Linked DNA regions of Mus musculus: all the other regions are linked to region 2. A link is a contact called in public Hi-C data. All regions are on one chromosome and are shown on one strand. Each heading gives the region's core, a stretch centred on a gene start, on an enhancer-like site or on the middle of the called end of the contact. The rest is flanking DNA. Distances are from core to core; before and after follow the strand shown.

Region 1 (3,455 bases), core at 295-2,794, 86 kb before region 2:
TATTCAGATGCCCGAGTCAGGGTCACCTTTGCTGATGATATACAGATAAAATGTTTGGCTAATAGTCATTAGTTACAGATTTGTGCATTATATTTGCACCAAATCTCCTCCTTTTTACTAAATTATGTAGTGAATTCCCATTAGCAATGCCATAGAATATTTCCAGCTGCTCAGGGTTGCCATGATAATCAGAGTCACGTTTACCTACAGTTTTTCATATTCTCCTAACCTGGTATAGATGATCAGTTAGCCCAGAAAAAAAAATTTATCTATATCCATCTCTCCACTCATTCATCTGTCTGTCTGTCTGTCTGTCTGACTGGTTATTTATTCACTTTAAGTGGAAGAATTTTGACAGTTTCAAACCTGAATTCTGAAGGCACTCACTAGATCACTCATGCGCTCTCCATTTTTCCCCTATTCATGGTGTGTGTGTGTGTTGGTGAATTACATTAGATATTACTGTTTCCGGTTAGAGAGACAACAATGGGAACAAAGAGTTTTCACTGTCTTTGATTATCTCAATACTTGCGTTACTGATGTGGTGGCTGCCCTACTACAAGTCAATGATGATTTTTGAAATTTATTCTCATTAAGTTTATTTTTATATGCTGATTCATAAATCAACCTAACAATAATATAGAATCTCTTTCCATATTATCTTTATTTTGACTAATTGTTCTTGGGAGTGTTTTAACTAGAGGTTCAATTCCTTTCATTCTGTATTCTTGTTTTAGCTGGATTCCCATTTCATTCTTTTTTAGTAAGATTTTTTAAAGTTATGTGTTGTGGATGGGCCTGGTGCTGTTTGTAGTTTGATGCTAATTCTGCTCTCCTGGGAGGGGTTGCAGACGAAGAGTGAGTCACGTGACTTCTTGTGAACCAATCCCCTAATACATAAGGAGCCAAACACTGGGTGAGGAGGCAGTACTTCCAGGTTGGATATTGGAAGAGAAGAGGGAGGAGGGAGTTAGATGCTTTTGGAACTGGACTGCATAGGGCAAGATGTAGCTGCTAGAGTTTCCTGGTATCAGGACAGATCCATCAGGATTCACCACCAGAGCGATCAGATTTAATAAGGCTTTCGAGATAAGGTTTTAGATGTTGTGCCCAGAGATTGGGTTACCATTGTTTCTGAGCTAAGTTTGTGTCTTATTTCTTTTCTCTTGGACACTCGACTGGGTTTCAGAGAGAAAGGTACCATGGCAAAGCACGGGTTCATCTAATGAGCACCACAAAGACCATGGGGAAGGGGGTGGTTTGAAGCATGGGGTTGGTGTGGTAACGACTGCCAGTTGGAACCTAGTAACTGGATGAAGAGTTTTTGGAGTTCTGAGTCAGTCTCCATGAGATAATAACATGTTGGCCATTGCCGCCAGTGCATGGCCTGCCAGCCCCAGGCACAGAGAGTTGCCGGTGCCCAGCAGCAGTTCGGGAAGCTTGCCAGTCGTTTCTTAATATTTCCCGCAACAGTTATGCATGCATTTTTGAATGAGCTGCTGTGTACCATGTGCATGCCAGTGCCCACAACGTCTGGGAAGTTGCAAAAGATTTCCTAGAACTGGCCTTACAGGCAGTTGTGAGCTACTGAAAGAGAGCACTAAGCACCTAACTGGCATCCTGGGGAAGAAACTTAAGAGTTGCTAACCCCTAAACCATTCTCTGATGTTTGAGCTCACTTATGTTTTTCTTGATTTTTAAAAACACTGTCTCGAGTAGGTAAGCTCTTTTTTTTTAGGTTACAGTATAGAATTATCCATTTAAGCTGAAAAAAAAAAGATATAGCTTTTTCATAAAAAAAAATTTGGATTGCCTATCCATAGAAGTTTCAAATGTGGGTTTTTTAAATAATAAATTTATTGTAATGCAAAATATAGTCTGTTTCCTTTTAACAACCTGCCTAAAACTGAGGTCGAGGCCAGCCTGGTCTACAGAGTGAGTTCCAGGACAGCTAGCGCTACACATAGAAACCTTGTCTCAAAAAACAAAACAAAATAAGACAACAACTAATGAAGATAATTTTAATGTCATTTATTTCTCCTTAACTAAGATGTGTCACATAATGTTGCATTGTAACAATATTTTCATACCACTACTTCTTTATCTCGTAATTTCTAAATTTGGTTCTTCATATATTTCAAATATCTTTCAGATGTAGGGAAAATTTATTCCAGAAACATGGATGCTCTGGCAAGGGATCACATCCAAAGATAAGACCTAGCCTGAATGCAGGCATGCTCTAGATTACAGGCTGATATGGCTGAAATACAGACATGCCTTTAGTATATACTTTAATCCCAAACAAGTAAGGTAAAGTTAGTTTGTGATGTCTAATTGAGGGACAGACAAAATGGCAAGTTAGAGAAATACTAGACAGAATGAATCAGAGATAGAATATGCCCAACTCTCAAGAGAACAGGGAGGGAAAAGAGGTTATGGAAAAACAAAAGAGGAAGAAAGAGGAAGAGAGAGAGATGGAGGGAGGGAGGGAGAGAGAGAGAGAGAGAGAGAAAGAGAGAGAGAGAGAGAGAGAGAGAGAGAGAGAGAGAGAGAAAGCAATTTTACTGGGACAGTTTTACAGAAACAGGTGAAGACAGAACTAGTCAAAGATGAGAAGGAGCCAGGAGATTCGAACCAATTGCCAGACTTAGTCTGAGGCCAAGCAGACCAATTCAGTCAAAAGCCAAGCAAAGCCAGTTTGAATCAGTCAGGTTGGAGAGGAGTTTTAAGGTGGAACAGCTGAGTTGGAAAAGCCAGCCAGAGATCAAAAAGAAAAAGAAAGGATATGCTTGTTCAGCAGTAAGCTTCCCAGACAACAATTCCAAATAGAAAATAAAAGTTTCTTCTACATTCAGTCAATAAAGACATGGAACAGTTATTTTAGATAAGCTTCCAGATTCCAGAAAATCATACTTCCCCATTCGGGCCTATGACTTACTTCCATTCACTTTTATAGTTTTGTGTCTCAGCAAGGCCACCAACACAAATATACAAATTAAATTCTGGAAGTAAATGACACTGTAATATCCAATTCACCTCTCAACTTGTAGACCCAATTGTGGTTGACATAATGATCAGTCTGCCTTGTGCTTTTATTGTACCACAATAGCTAAACTGAACAGTAACCACAGTCATGGCTCAGCATTCCCTGCGTAAAATTATAGTTGCTCTCTCTCTTACATGTTCTTTCTGGTTTGTGAGATGTACAGAGACCTAAAAATCTCTCATGAGGAACAAAGAACAAATACAAGCCAACTGCACAAACTGTGTGTGTGTGTGTGTGTGTGTGTGTGTGGTTTGTGTCAGTATAAAGCATAGATATTAAAAAGATGTGTCAGTCTTTATTGTTTGCATGTATGCTAATTAATCATCTTAGTCTGTTCTTATATATAAAGAACCTATATATGTAAATTATAAAATGGAAAGTATACATATGTAATAAACAACTACACATA
Region 2 (3,647 bases), core at 611-3,110:
CTTTTTTTCCTTCAAAATCTATTTAACATTTGGCCTAAACCGAGTACAAAAAAATAAAAAAGGGGGGGGACCCTAGATTTTCAAATTTGTGCCTGCATCAAATCATTTGTAAAATTTGGTTAATGGATACAAAGAAAATCCACCCTCAAAAACATATCAACTTGGAAAAGGGTGCACTTTAATACCCTTTTCTGATTCTTTTTAAGAATATATACAACACTAAAATGTGACAAGACATATTTTCTTGATATCAGTTCCAATGTAGAATTTCAAGCCTTACCAGTAAATATTTTGTATTTCATACACTTGTAAGAGAATGTGTTATTTGGAAAACAGATGTAAAGTAGGAGCTAAGGAAGACTTGTAAAAAAAACAGATTCCATAAGATTGTTTGGGCGACACAGAAACACCGTACCATTTTAATCAACCACTTAAGACACGCCATGTTGGCTTTCCATTTACAAGTACTTATTTTTTAAAAATCCACATTTCGTTTTGAGGATTTAAGGACATTAAGTAACGGTAGTGTGTAGTTATGGGAAAGTGTGAAGTAATTTGGAAAACAGGAAATAAACAAACCAGTACAGATCTCACAAAATACCATCTGCTCTCATTTTAGGGAAAGGGAAACCACAGTTGTTCTCTTGGCTAGCTAGCCCCTTCTGCTTGGGGGTCTTCCTCTATGTGACACCTCTCCAGAGATGTGGCGCCCAATTAATTGAGGACAATTTAACTTTGGGATAGATTAAGGGCACCATCTAAGAAACATAATTGGCAAGTTTTGCAAAAGTGAAACATCCAATCAGGACTTTGTGCGCTACTTTTATGGTACCCTGCCTCAGAAATAGGAGTGCATTCTAACAGGCAAAACGTGTTAGTTACACCAACTGCAGAGTAGTGAGAGAAGTATTTCACCGCACTGTAATCAAAATTCCTGGGGATGGAAGAGCACTTCTACTTCAGGGTCTGTGAAGGCAGAGGCAAGCCTCAGAGAGCAAGATGCTGAGGTTAGGCTACTGATTTCTAAAGGAAAGGCAACAGCTTGTGTCACCAGCTAAGGCAGCACAGGCCATTAAGACAGCCAACCAGATGGTCTTAGATTCCAGTTCCTGACGCTGGGGCGGGGGCAGGGGTTAAGTCAAGCCCAGGTCACAGACATTGTCCCTGCTTCACGGAGCAGGTCACCTGTCAGCCAGGTCTAGGCTGCAAGGGGGTGCCCATCGAGGCTGTGCCTCACCTGACGGTCCTGACCACGAAGTACACCAGCACCGCGGCGCTCACCACCACCAACACGGTCAGGGCCCGCTGGGTCATGGGTTTGTCGCCAGGACTGGGACTCACGGCCAGGCTGCCACCCTGGGAACCTTCTCCGGCCTTCCCTTCGAGGCCGTCCGCCTCAGACCCCGCCCCGGGGATGCTGTCATTGCGGCTCTCCGCGCCTGGCAGCCCGGCAGCATCAGACTGAGCTTGGCCCCGAGGCTGGGCCGCGGTGGGGCCCGGAGGAAGCGGCGACAGCGTGTGCGGCCCGGGCTTGGGAGACTTGGACTCCTGCACCTCCCTGACCACCATCGACGGTACCGCCCCGGACCCGCTCAGAGCGGGCAGCAACAACAACACGAAGGCCGGAGCCAGGAAGTGGCAAGGCCCGGAGCAGCCGCGCGGGGTCGGCATGGTCTCCACGCCGGCCTCTCAGCACGCCGCAGCCGCCGGGCCGGCCTCCCGGTCCGCAGCGCCGACCATGGGCGCGCCGGAACCGCAGAGCCGACTCTCCGGAGGAGAGCGGGTGGCTGAGACTGCGCCGGGTGGCTTCGGCGGCGGCGGCGGCAGCAGCCTGCCGGGACAACCGGAAGTTCGTACATCCCCGCAGCCACTGCTGCTACGGACGCCTCCGGTTGCTAATATGTAGGGGCGGGCTGCGCTCAGTGACGTCAGAGGTTCGAGCCTATTGCGCACGCGTAGCTGTGGGACGCTCTGAGAGGTCCCAACTAGGTTTTCCATGTTTCAGGAGTGTTCCTAATAGTGAAAAGGCTTGGGCCAGAGTGGGTAACCTGAACAAGATGAACAGTTATGCCTACAGTTCTTTCCAAGTGGGGAAACGGGAGCAATAGGAAACTCGATTTAATTTCCTTGATGTCAAACTTCATAACTACATCTAATCAGTAAACACTTCCTCTCAGTTCCCTCAGGAGGATCACAAACTTTAAAGAGAGCTTTTTCTAGCTGTAAGGGTATCGACTATTCTTGGAATCCCTTTCTTTGGAAAATGTAAAGTTGTTTATTCAGGTTTTCCCCCTTTAAAGTGTAAATATTTGTAAAAACCTCTCTTGTCAATTTCCAGAGACCTACAGTCATCCTTTTGAAATAAAACCAACAAGAAAATTGTGCCCCTGTTAACTAGTTTTTGCTATGGGCTGCCTCAAGCTGCAAAACTATCCCTGAACTTATGGAAGAGAGAAAGTTTGTATATTACCTTAGCAAATACCTGGGGCTGTGATCTGCCTACTCTAGTTTACTTTACAGAACTTGAACTCCAAATTTAGTTCTCTTACATTTGAATAATGTTGCCTTTATCTAAGATTTCCATCAAGTAACACTGAGAAAAACCAGACACCTGCCTGGGGCATTGGAGCATGGGTTGTGTATAAATATGATTAGTTCTTTCTTGAGCTTTCTTTCAGTCTATTATAAACAGATTTTTTAAAAGGCTTTCTCAGACATCTGTCAAGAGTCAGCTGTTTAAGGGTCTGGAACTGCAATTTAGTCCATGTCCTGGAAACTATTAGGATTACCCTGAAGACACTGCAGTAGCTATAGAGGACCTCTAAAATCACAGCTGAAGACATGTTCTAGACAGCCTGTTCCAATCTTAAAATGCAGAACGTCACAAGACAGGTATCTGTGAATTCTACTTAATTTTGCAGGCATTTTCAAACAAGAGCTGAAGTATTTCCCTTGTGAGGGTTAACAAAACTTCATTTTATGCTAAGCATCCAACTTGGTACCCATTAGCCATTTGTCTCTGACTCCAGTCCCTTGAAGATAAGCTCCCAGTAACCTGGACTCAGTGACCACATACAGAAATGCACAGCCATGGCATTATGATATGACTAGCTGCTTTTTTAATTGTGTAATTTACTTATGCAGATACCCAAAGATTGTTTGGCCTTGCCCACGTAAGCTTGGCAGAAAAGACCAGTATTTGGTTATTTGCATAAATATTGAAGATCTTGTGGTTTTGTCTTTAAAAAGCCTTTCCCCATACCACTCCTCACAACATGCATGAGCTTGGGCTTTAAGACTATTGCCCTGCTAGCAGATAATCAATGCATCTTTTAATTATAATGTAATTGACTCTATAGTATTTTCCCGAGGGGTCAAAAAAGCCTCCATAACAACCTCTTGGCCAACAAGAGATCTCTGGTTGATACAAACATAGTTCTTCATTCTCAATAGGTGTTGTGCTATAATTTGTGCAGATACACTGTCATTTGCCCACAGGTCTGCTGTAGTCAGTATAGACATTCTTGTAACACCTGTTTTTTTGTTTTGTTTTGTTTTGTTTTGTTTGTTTTGTTTGTTTTGTTTTGTTTTGTTTTGTTTTAATAGATGGTTGAGGTCACTTTTTGAGCCACCAGGAGAGAGTCTTC
Region 3 (3,773 bases), core at 998-3,497, 68 kb before region 2:
TGTCTCCTGAGAGGCTCTGCCAATGCCTGACAAATGCAGAAGTGGATGCTCACAGCCATCCATTGAACTGAGCACAGGGTCCACAATGAAGGATCTAGAGAAAGGACTCAAGTTGTTGAAGGTGTTTGCAGCCCTGTAGGAGGAAAAATAATATGAACTAACCAGTAACTTCAAAGCTCCCAGGGACTAAACCACCAACCAAAAACTACACATGGTGGGACTCATGGCTCCAGCTGCATATGTAGTTGAGGATGGCCTAATCTTTCATCAATGGGAGGGGAGGCCTTGGTCCTCTGAAGGCTCTATGCCTCAATATAGGGGAATGTCAGGGTCAGGAAGTAGTACTGGGTGGGTTGATGAGCAGGTAGATGGGGGAGGTGATAGAGGGAGGAGGTTTTCTGAGGGGAAACCATGAAAAGGGATAACATTTGAAATGTAAATAAAGAAAATATCTAATAACAAAAAGAATTTCATCTCAAAGTCTCAGAAATTGTTTTTAATGATAACCGAAGGAAAGTTTCCTAAACTAAAAAAGGAAATGCCTAAAACAATACAAGAAGCACACAGAATCCTAAATATATTGGACCAGGAAAAAAAAAAGGCTCTTTGTCATATAATAACCAAAGTGCTAAGCATGCAGAACAAAGACAGGATATTAAAAACTGCATGATAAAGATCAAGTAACATATAAAGATAGGTGTAATAAGATTAAACCCGACTTCCTAATGGAGATTCTCAAAGTCGGAAGTGTCTGGACAAATGTGCTGCAAACTCTAAGACACCATAGATGGCTACTATGATACTCAGCAACAGCCACTATAGAAATCAACATGGTGGTTCCTCAGAAAAATGGAAATTGTTCTACCTTAAGACCCAGACATATCACTCTTGAACATATATCCAAAGGACCCTCTATCCTCTCTAACCATAAGTACACCTACTCAACCATATTCATTGAGAGTTTACTTATAAGAGCCAGAAACTGAAAATACCCTAGATAACCTTCAACAGAAGAATGGACAAAGAAAATGTGCTACATTAATGCAATAGAGTATTGCTTAGCTGTTAAAAAAATGACATCATGAAGTTTACATGCGAATTGATTCCTAAAAATCATCCCAAGTGAGGTAAGCCAGACACAGAAAGATAAAGATAATGTATTCACTTAGAAGGGGATATTAGCTATTAATTAAATGATAACCAACTACAATTTGTAGACCCAGAGAGTTCTAGGGGAATGTATCAATCTCTCTGGGAAGAAAAATAATAGATTTTACAGGTATACTGGAGTGAATGAAAAAAGGAGTTGGAAAATTGGGTAGGGGAGAGATGGGGTTGAGGAAGAGAGTGCAGGGATAGACAGCTAGAATTGGATAAAAGTTTTAGGGGATTGTCTGAAAATATACGGCAATTGAATCTTCTTAGAAAATATAAGTATTTCTAATAAAGACTCCTATTAATGGGGGATATAAAGTCTCAACTTGTAGCTAGGCAGGACTTCTGGGCGTTAAACGAGGTTGCATACAATTGAATTGTTGGCCTAGGATAGCCGATGAAAATCACCAAACATCCCAGGCTAGTGCTGAGACAAATGGTTGCTATCCACAAACTGAGAGCAGGGCCCTACTGCTGAGAACAACATACACATAACACATTAAATATGGTGAAGTAAAGCTGGTGCCTACATGGAGCCTTCATTTCAAAGTTCTAGTCTCTTTGCTGTGAGAAGGTACTCTGTAGGCTACCAAATGAGAACTGTGGACAGCAACCCAACCATAAAACCTCTGACCAACAATCTGACATGCCTCCAAAATATGCTAGGGCAATGGTGGCACAGAACCTGTGGAAGTAAGCAATTGATGTTAGATTTGACTCCACAATAGAGAACCCATACTCTACACTAATCTGGTAACCTAGAAACAGAAAGTAGATAGCCCAAACACTTGGAGTAAAACCAAACACTAGTGGTTTTAAAAATTCAATTAAAAGAATCCTAATAATATTCTGCTATACACATAGGTCAGTGCCTTGCATCAGAAAGGTTTTCTCTGACAGCACATGGGAACAGATGTGGAGACCCACAGCCAGCCATCTGTGGAGATAGTCTATTCAAAGGTCTTTGTCAAATCTCTCCTCTCTGAACTCATGGATTCTCATGAAAGTGGCAGTAGACTTACAGTCTTGTAAATCCAGAGGAGACAGAGGACACCAGGATAATAAGGCCTTCTGAATCAACTGAGCAAGGTCCATATGAGTTCAGAGATGAAGCAGCAAACACAGAGCCTGTAGGGACCTGAACTAGGTTCTCTGTGTATATATCACAGCTACTAGCTTAGTATTTTTATGAGACTCTTGAATGTAAATGCAAGCAAGTCTATGACTGTTGTACATTTTTTGGGTTGCCATGTCTAACTATCAACATGATAGATTTTGCTTCATCATATTATATTTTATTTTCTCATGTTTGATCATTATTTCTTAGAAGCCTGTTCTTTTCTAATGAGAGACAGAAGGGAATGAATCTGGAGGGGAGGGGACATGGGGAAGAGCTATAAGGAGGAGAGCAAGGCAACTATAATTAAGATATATTGTATGAGAAAAATATATCTGCAAATAAGATATTGTTATTATATATGCGTTATTATGTCATATAACATTTGAGTGTGCCAATTTTATGCCCATCAACCACCTGTTCCTTATTTCAGGTGATCAATTACTATTTACTGGAAACATCGTCAAAGAGATGACTGTTGAACCATATTCAAAGATGATTCTACATTTCCTTTGAACATTTCCATGCAGTTTGCTCTTTCTCTTTCAGCTTAAAGTTTAATATTTCAAAAACAAGTGGCTTTATAAAAACTAGCACATCTAGTTTCCTTCCCCATCAGTAACTTTCCAGTCATATCCACTCAGTAGCTAAGTTCCTCTTTTTAAAAATAATATAGTCAGAAGTTCAAGTTTAACAACTTACTCAAAAAATCAAGCTATGTGCATTCCACTTCATGCATCATCACCAGCAATAAAAACCCTGAGATCAGAGTGTTGCTTGCAGCATTTTGATGCTCCAGTACAAAGAATAGCGTTCAACCTGCTTTTGAAACTTTACAGGGATGCTCTGATGGTAATGATGCACTTTTTTTTTTCTCCTGTGAAGTAAGAAGATCTGATTTTAAAGACTCACCAAGGTATACAAATGTGCACTGAGAACATTATAGCAGATCCACAAAGAAACTTTCCTAATCACAGTTGTGGGGGGAGGATTCAGTGTGATTTCCACCACAAAGATAGTACAAAGTTCACCAGGCTATTAACCACATCTGTCCTCCATCTCCTGGGTGGAAAATGGGTTATCCCTTTGGAGACAGAACACAAGGCCCTCTATGCCTCCTACACTTGCCTAAGGAGCTGGAGTCTTACTGTAATAGGAAGACTAAAAGAGAAACCTTACATTTTTATGATCTGGCCTGTGTTCCCTTTATCTCTCTGCTCTCTCATCATCTCAGATGTCAGCAGCAAGCAACCCTCTCCTTCTGCAACTGGAGTTGAGAATTGTCCTTGCCACACATGCCTTCCCACTCCAGGATGGACTGTATGCTCAAACCATGAGCTGAAATAAACCTTTCATTCCTCAAATCAGTGCTTGACTCCAGCCATAAAATTATACCTGTTGCTATAAGTGGAATGTCGATACAATTATTAAACATGATGTAAACATCTGTGTTTTCTGATGATCCTAGGCAACCCTGTGAAAAGATCATTCAACACTAAGA

What was found. Hi-C and Micro-C count contacts between places; a contact is called where the count stands out from the background.
Region 1: a contact with region 2 is called in a Hi-C map of myeloid progenitors, with 2.0 times the contacts expected there. The contact joins the enhancer-like site here to the promoter of Fam174a in region 2. A contact is called at or near these places in 1 of 39 promoter capture datasets (macrophages), 4 of 484 Hi-C or Micro-C datasets (the C10 cell line, bone marrow-derived macrophages, myeloid progenitors and 1 more), 1 of 115 datasets of contacts at active chromatin or transcription factors (microglia) and 2 of 9 other capture datasets (adipose tissue and liver).
Region 3: a contact with region 2 is called in a Hi-C map of bone marrow-derived macrophages, with 1.9 times the contacts expected there. The contact joins the enhancer-like site here to the promoter of Fam174a in region 2. A contact is called at or near these places in 1 of 39 promoter capture datasets (macrophages), 3 of 484 Hi-C or Micro-C datasets (bone marrow-derived macrophages, conventional type 1 dendritic cells and peritoneal macrophages), 1 of 115 datasets of contacts at active chromatin or transcription factors (the HPC-7 cell line) and 2 of 9 other capture datasets (adipose tissue and liver).

Annotation. Positions count from the first base shown.
Region 1 is chr1:95,397,975-95,401,429 of GRCm38.p6, reverse strand. No RefSeq gene overlaps it. Among named protein-coding and RNA genes, the nearest start is that of Fam174a, 86 kb to the right of the region's middle. Within about 2 kb of position 1,544, at least 12 of the 459 cell types and tissues checked have an H3K27ac peak or open chromatin away from gene starts, as enhancers often do. A contact at or near this core is called in myeloid progenitors, where this site is marked.
Region 2 is chr1:95,311,841-95,315,487 of GRCm38.p6, reverse strand. It overlaps Fam174a (family with sequence similarity 174, member A), which reads right to left and starts at 1,860. Exons shown (of 3, transcript NM_026321.4): 1 at 1,238-1,860. The coding sequence starts at 1,671.
Region 3 is chr1:95,380,370-95,384,142 of GRCm38.p6, reverse strand. No RefSeq gene overlaps it. Among named protein-coding and RNA genes, the nearest start is that of Fam174a, 69 kb to the right of the region's middle. Within about 2 kb of position 2,247, at least 18 of the 459 cell types and tissues checked have an H3K27ac peak or open chromatin away from gene starts, as enhancers often do. A contact at or near this core is called in the HPC-7 cell line and bone marrow-derived macrophages, where this site is marked.